2 separate regions of the Danio rerio genome follow, and region 1 is linked to region 2. Evidence: chromatin contacts called from public Micro-C data. All regions are on one chromosome and are shown on one strand. The core of a region is the stretch at or near the end of the contact, and the rest is flanking DNA. Distances in the headings are between cores, read along the strand shown.

Region 1 (3,765 bases), core at 1,237-3,736, 110 kb before region 2:
TGATATATTTTAATGTCATACCAGCATTCAAGTTGCCATTGGGTTTTCAGGTAATGTCGGTTATCAATACAAAAGTTATTCAATGTTATTACATCATTAGAGCAAAGTCCAATTGTCTGGTTAGCAAATTGTCGGGTTTCTAGCAGTTTTCCAAAGTAAGTAAACACTAACTTTGACAACACTGACTCTTATGTGAAATCAGTGAAAGCAGCTTGACGTGACACATTCGGTTCCTCTTACCTTTTTAAGAATCAGAGATGAGAGAATCAGAACCCGAAATGAAGAAGAATTACTGAGAAATGAGAAGTCATTCTTTTGCAGTATGTTAATGTTATTTCCAGAGAGAACCAGGGTCACCAGGTTTGGCAGCTGAGGTTCTGTTCCCAGTTTAGCAGATGTCAGTTTGTTTCGAGATACATCCAACCATGTTAAATTCTATGAAGGAAGAACATGTTAATAAAGCATATTTATCTGTAAGACCATAACACACTTGAAAAAGTAATTATTGGTGTAAGAACCTAGAGATGGGCTTATCAATGTTGATCAGACTATTAATATTATTCTTAAATATTAAGAAAAAATCCTTAAACATCCTTAAATATTAAGAAAAAAACATTCATTAGAATGGCACACCATATTCACACATTCAGTTGCATATAAAATTGTTATCAGTCAGGTTGCACATATAACTATGCAAATATTAGTGCTAGATAACCATATTCCAGCTGAGCCTAAATGACTATAAACATAGTTAGTAAATGATAAAACAAGCACTTAAAAAAAACTAAACTTTCTAATGCATTTATCTATATTTTTCTTGTGTGCTAGACAATGTATCTACAATGTAAAAACATACCTTTAAGAGAGAGAATGGCTCCCCTTGTAGCTTCAGCTTATTGTCAGACAGGTCAAGTTGTGTCAAATGAAAACAGTTTTTCAGGTCTTTCTCGCTTATCAAATACACTTGATTGTGTTGCACATTAAGAAATTGCAGGTGCGGCAGAGAAAGACAGAGATCCTTTTCTATGCCAGCTAAAGAGTTGTAGCTCGCATCTATATTCACCAGATTTGTGTACATGTGTAGAGAAGACAGAGTTTTAAGTCTGTTGTGAGATACATCCAGTGTGGTAATATTTGTAGGTAAGTCCGTTGGAATTGCATCCAGATTCATATGACTACAGTCTGCTTTGGCATTCTTAATCATGCAAGCTGACTTGCGTGCATTTGTAGTGCCTGCACAGTGGGCACTAAAACAAGCGTAGAACAAGGGCAATAATATGAGTTTCATTAGATCCATATTTTCCTTCCTTTCAAAGTTTTTTCCCCTCTAAGTCAATCTGTAAAAAGCATAACTTTATTGTTGACATACAGTACACAGGCTTAAAGATTGATAGAAAAATATACAATAAAATCATAAAATATAAATAAAGACCAGAGCCTCCTGTCACATGGGGAAGTCATAAGATACTCACTCAAGTTCTTTTCAGTTTGATTTTAGTTGGTTAGAATTCTGCTCTATAATTTATGCCTAATATTTTTAAATATTTTATTAATTAACTAATAATTTAACGAGTTATTTTAGTACATCAGGTAAAAAAATGCAAATGCTGCAATATAAAATATATGAAAGTAATTTTAACCTAATGTTAGTCAAAATAAATGATTGTTGTTTAAATTTTTGCAGTATCTGCAGTTATAATTTGCTTTTAACCTACATGAGAAGTACTACAGTATTTTATAGTATTATAGTGATTTTAAGATAGTAAATTATTATAGTAATTCTACTATAGTTGTTCTGTTAAGACAACAACTTTTGTAATATTAAAAAAAAAATGACCAAAATGCTAAGTTTTCTACAATTAGGTAGATATACTACAATACATTACAGTTTACTATAGTAAAAACTGAATAGTACTGCATTTTATATTACATTTTATCAGTTCATAGTTAAAACTGCATGTAGAATACCTTCCTTTAACAAAGTGTTGTAAACAATTTTTAGTATAATGCACTTTACTACACTGGTTTAAACCACTAATATTTACTATTTAAATACTGTTTGTCTGTTCTATAAACATTATGTATATAGTTCTATATTTAAACTTTCATATATAAAGTGAGTTATGAGAGAACTAGCCATTGTCTCATTGTCATATTAAGAAATATTCGACAGTGCATCTGAAGAAAACTATATCCTAATTGTTTCTTTACTACTTACAAAACTGCTAACATGATATTTTAACAATAGGCTAATGCAGCATGCTATCGTTTATCACTGACTTACTTGATAGGTGACGATCTACTTTCCCAGGTTCAGCTCAGATGTCTGGTTGTGGTTCAATATGGTATGGCAACTCAGACCTCTTTTTTGAAACCAAATAAACTTCACGTGTTAGGAGAAAATAACCTTTACAAAAGGAACAATTCCTCTTTCTTAAGAAGTGAAACAAACAGAGAGGCGGAGCTATCACGTAGTCCTACAGTAGATATCAAATATCATCACTCAGATTGGACAGTTCGGGTCACATTGTTATACATTATACAGATTTTCCAATATTATGCATTGTTTTAATATTATATATTAACGCAAATATAACCATATTGCAAAATCCTTAATGCAATTATCTGACATTTTCCTCTCAGCAAATATTATCCTAAAACGACTTCCTCAAATTATAAAATTCATTTTTCATATTACTTCTGCTATTTCTAATAAAGTTTTTCCCTTCAATAATTTGTCTTTAACAAAGAGGAAAGAAAGGAACTGAAGAAAATGAAAGGGATTTCCCCTTTTTGCTAGGCTTCTCACACGCAGATTAGGCTTTGTGTCTTCTATGATATATTTTATAGTTTTAATTACAATATAAATTTATAAATAATATAAAAATACAACTACTTTAATTTTTTCTCAAAATTATAGATTTATTTAAATCTTCTAAAAATCTTTCAAACACCTTCAAGATTATTCAATCAAATAAGCCGTCCAGCTGATGGCGCCAGAGATTTTAAAATGAAAAAAAAAAAAAAAAATACATTTTAGGCCCTATAATTTAATGCCCAAACAATCCATGTTCTTAAATACGAAAACCTAAATATCTTTACATTTTGGGTAGTTGTAAAGTATCTTTATATGCACATTGATTGTGCACAACATGCAACTTGCACATGTTTTTTTTATTATTATTACTTTTAATCAGACCAGAGGGTTTTTTTTGTTAAAGAGCCCTTATTATTTTGTAAAACTCTTTATTACTGGGTCAAATGGGCCACATATGGGGAAGCCCACATTAATATGTGGCCCCAGTATGGGTTTCTCCATGGTTTCCAAATCAGCCTCATCAAATTAGCCCATATGAATCTCCCATATAATCTGACTTGGTTTAACGTGGGGTCCAACTGGACAACATGCATAAGGACCATATTAGTAAGTTACCATCAAGTAACCTCTAACCAGCTTTCTCAAATAGTGGTTGACAGATCAGCTGTGCAAACAGAATATCTATTGGAACTTTTTTTTTTTTTCTTAAATGTTCACCATAAATTTTCAATTGGACTGTTTGCTGTTCATGTCCTGAAGAAAAGCTGTAACATTGTGCTCATTATCATCCTGAAAAACTAAATAATCACCAAAAAAAAAAAATAATAATAATTTATTGCTTTTCTCCTACACAGAAAAAAAATGTTCATTGCATTTATTAAATAGTTTTAAGGTAAGTGGATTTTAACAATTTATATAGGCTGAATTTAAACAAACAAATTAAATTT
Region 2 (4,211 bases), core at 41-2,540:
AAACTTTAAAACGCTTTATTATTTTTTTTTTTAAATTACAGACACTAAAGTTAAAATAAAACAAGAATCACAAACAATGAAGAAACAGAACAAAGTACAGGAAGTTATAAACTGTGCAAGCAGTAATCATGTGTTGATGGAGCAGAATATGGAGTTCTGTGTGCTGTAGAGGCTGTCCAGCAGCTGCAGCAGGCTTCACTCAGTGTCCACAGTGTACAATACATTTTAACCACATCCACACTTCTATACAAAATTAATTATTTAAAAAAATGTTTTTCGGTTTACTCATATATGGATTTATATTAATGGAATATTTTTATGTTATTTTTAAGGCGGCTAGAAGGGCACCCACTGCATTAAACACATGCTAGAGTATTTGGTGATTCATTCTGTTGTGGCAACCCCTGACGAATAAGTAACTAGGTCAAATGATTGTGAGTGAGTGTATTTTTTATATTACTTCCTTTTAAAACAGTAGCTCACCAAATATTTAAACAGCATCAAAATGACCATATCTTATAAATCTTATACCATGTCTTATAAATACTCTCATTTTCATTTTAAATTCAGGTCTATGAAATCGTCACATGCTTCACTTAATGTTTACTACAGTAGAAGAACTTCAGCAGTTTCCAAACTGCTGATTGGATGTGTGTTAAGACAGGATTTAACCTCCGTTTCACGGATCATTTGACCAAATAGTGGACCCTCGGCCGTAAGTTTGCTTATCATGAGCAATGTGGTTCTTTAGTAAGCTTTCTTTCTATTGTATATTAGTTCATGTTGGTAAAATATTGGTAAATGTTTGCACTTAAAGCAATCAATTGGAGCTATATAGTGCTGCGGTTTACCTGAAACATTATGCTGTGGTATTCATGCTAACGATGCAGCTTTGGATTTTGCCAGCAATACATTATATCCCAATACTATTCTTACACTAATAATGTCAAGATTGTGTTTGTACGAACAAACTGGTTCAATAGATGTTTTTCCTCAGTGTTTCATTTCTCTTTTGAAAGTGGCTGAACTTTTGTTTTGCAATGCAGATGTAAAAAGCTGGAAGGGTGTCAGACAAAAGCGGTGGAGTCATAGCCAGGAGCTCGGTTCACAGGGAACAATAGGATAGAAATGTCAGGAGGCTGAATCACAGCACTGCCCTCAGCACAAACACAGTGGATGTGGCAGTGGGAGATGTCCCGTGCGGCAAAATGAGTGGGCAGCTTTCACAGCATGTACAGTCATAGCTCGGGGAAAAGAAAAAGAGGCTTTAGAGAGAGAGAAACAGGAGGAAGAAGCTCAATGTCTCCCCCTGCTGAATAAAGTTGAAAGGCACAACTCTTGTAGTGAAAAGTTCTATCAGTTGGAAATCAGAAGAAATATTTTCTATCCCATGTTGAGGGCTAAACAGTTTTGTTTCCCGTTGACTTCCATTGTATAGACCAATAGTAGGGGAGATGGTAGACCTAAAATTTCAATATGACTGATTAGATTTGTTTTAAGCTAACCTAACAGAAGTAAAAGAGCAGTAGTTTTTAAGCATATACTCGAAGCACAGTATAATGCTAGAAAAGTAAAGTTTGTAGACAAACTTTATGGTGGCTTGAGAACGCCTAGTCTGAAAGTTTGAAGTAGTTTAAAAGTTTTAATAATTAAAGTAGTTTTTAAGAAGTTTTAAATAGCTGGCATTGATAGATCACTACACATGTTAGCATGTGTTAGCACATTCTAGTATGGATTGGCATGTTTCTAGCTAGGGCATTGCTAGTGAGTTCTGAGTGGCAACTAATGCGTTGCTAGGGTGTTCTAGGTTGTTGCTAAGGTGTTGCTAGAAGGTTTCTAAGGTGTTCTAGGTTGTTGCCATGGTGTTGCTAGGTGTTGCAAGGAGGGTAAGCCATTTTCACCCATTTGTCCCAGGATTCTCCCTTATTTTACAATTTATCTCACTATCATCCTGTAAAAGTATTTTCCCGTATATCTCCTGTATTTTAATTTTTTTATGAAGGGTGGCAAAAAAACATCAAAGAGCCGATCCTCCCTATACGCAACCCATACTGCTGAACCACCTAGGAGCGCCCTTTGCTCTTATATATAAATGAATCTATTCTGTGCTTTCATTTAATTTAGGCATGAAAACACTTTGAAAAAAATATAAAAACGGCAGGAGTCCCTTCCTTTCAATTACACCATTGCCCGCCCCTCCTCTGCAGTCCTCAAAACAGTCAATTCATGTAGTGGTGCGTGACTGTCAGACGTGCTCCATATTGATAAATAGATGCTGTTTCCCAAACGGATTCTGCACACATGATTTGAATCGGAGCGAAAGTGGACATTCTTGTATCCCTTATTTTCGCATCCCAATGTTGAAATGATTGAAATAATCATGTTCTCTAATTTTAATGTAAATACATTTGTAGTCAATGGGAGCCAAAGCAATTTAGTTACCTTTCCCTGGTAATTGTTATAAATGAAAGCGTTTAGAGAGTGAGAGAGAGATGGGCCACCCTATCCTCATCTGTTCTTTACCCATCGTGCCATATTTGGATGCTCCTTAATCAACGCAAGCTCATTGGAAATACTTGCCTCAGCCTATACTTTTTTGAAATAGCAAGAACATACATCAGCATAAGTTTGACTGTGGCTTCTAAGTCAAATGAATACTAAGGGGCAGTATGATTCCAACAAATTTTGTTCCTTTTTTACAATAATGATATTTATAGGGACATAAAATCAATGAATAAAGGATTATTTTCATGTAATTCTTTGCATAACCCAACATAAATACTACAATAAACCTAAATGTGGTTCATAATTTGTAATAGAATACATTTTGCCTCACCTTTCTGTCTTTATATGGACACATTTTCCGCTGCGGTCAGCTTGCTCTGTAGCTCACTATGTACTGTTATACAGGGCACTCAAGATTGAATCCATTACCCTAAGTAATGTATTTTAGATTTTAAAATTGTAGACAGCGCCCTCTATTGGATTTGTCATCTCAAACATGTAACACAATGTACCCAGAGCAACGTATTTTATGTTTGGTTTAGCATTTATAGTAAACCTGGGTTACCCTAACTGCCATTTTTCTTTTCCTCTCATTGTTTTTTCTCTTTGCTTACCTCTACTCTTCTGTGTTGCTTCTTGCTCCAGACATTTGATTTAAACCCAGATGACATAGATTTAGAGAACGAGCCTTGGTTTAAATTCTTTTCCGAGTTGGAGTTTGGACGGCCGGTAAGTTGTGTGAGGGTGCGGCAGATTGGCATGCTAGGCTATAATCTCCTTGTCCTGTACACACTTGCTGCTGTGTAACGACAAGTGCGCGCGTGTGTGTGTAGTTAAAGTTTTGACATGTGCACACTGGCTTTATAAAAACTTATTTTAACAACAAAGGAATCTGTGTTTGCACACTGAAAACAGTACAATAGCACTTAACACCACCACAATGACAATTTGTAGGCCCCGATATACTCACAGCAACATTTTTGTTTATTCATTGAAAAGTTCAAAATAAGGTATGATGTTGCACTTAACATGCTGCTGAGGCTTTGTCTACAATAATACACTTTTAATTAAAAATACATATAATTGTGTGACTGTATTACTGCCCTTCATAATGATAAAGCATTTTTTGATACGTCTGTTTTACGCTGCAAGCGTGTTCGTAAGTGCAGAGTGTTCGTAAGTGCAACGGATCAGCAGCTTTTACACAGATCAATCTATCTCTGTCTATTCTATGTAGTTACCTAACTATCTTTATATATAAATACACTTTTTTTTTACTTTTCATCTGCACCAAGGCCCAAAGCAACTTCCTCCTATGTTGTTTCCTTAACCTATATATATATATATATATATATATATATATATATATATATATATATATATATATATATATATATATATATATATATATATACACTGTAAAAAATTGCTGTTAAAAAACGGTCAGATTCTACGGTAAAATAATGTTTTTTTACTAAAACAGTAATATTCTGTTAAAAACAGTGCTTTCTGGGTAACATTTTTGTTTTCGAGAAAGTAACCAACTGCAGAAAACTGTGAGCTAACAGAGTTCAGATTCGATGTTTTGAAGTCTGTGTTTAAAATCACACTTTGTGCCCTTGTTCACTATTCCATCAACTAGTTCACCAATATAGTTCACCTGAGAGTTAATGAACACTAATGAGTGAATTCAGACACTGATGAAC

The links. Hi-C and Micro-C count contacts between places; a contact is called where the count stands out from the background.
Region 1: a Micro-C map of caudal fin shows a contact between it and region 2, with 6 times the contacts expected there. The contact joins the promoter of tlr3 here to the enhancer-like site in region 2. A contact is called at or near these places in 4 of 18 Hi-C or Micro-C datasets (caudal fin, hematopoietic stem cells, skeletal muscle and 1 more) and 1 of 4 datasets of contacts at active chromatin or transcription factors (caudal fin).

The regions. Positions count from the first base shown.
Region 1 is chr1:19,429,107-19,432,871 of GRCz12tu, reverse strand. It overlaps tlr3 (toll-like receptor 3), which reads right to left and starts at 2,486. Exons shown (of 5, transcript NM_001013269.3): 1 at 2,285-2,486; 2 at 857-1,337; 3 at 241-435. The coding sequence starts at 1,297.
Region 2 is chr1:19,321,605-19,325,815 of GRCz12tu, reverse strand. The region is part of intron 11 of sorbs2a (sorbin and SH3 domain containing 2a); the gene reads left to right. Among named protein-coding and RNA genes, the nearest start is that of pdlim3a, 44 kb to the right of the region's middle. Within about 2 kb of position 1,290, at least 11 of the 62 cell types and tissues checked have an H3K27ac peak or open chromatin away from gene starts, as enhancers often do. A contact at or near this core is called in caudal fin, where this site is marked.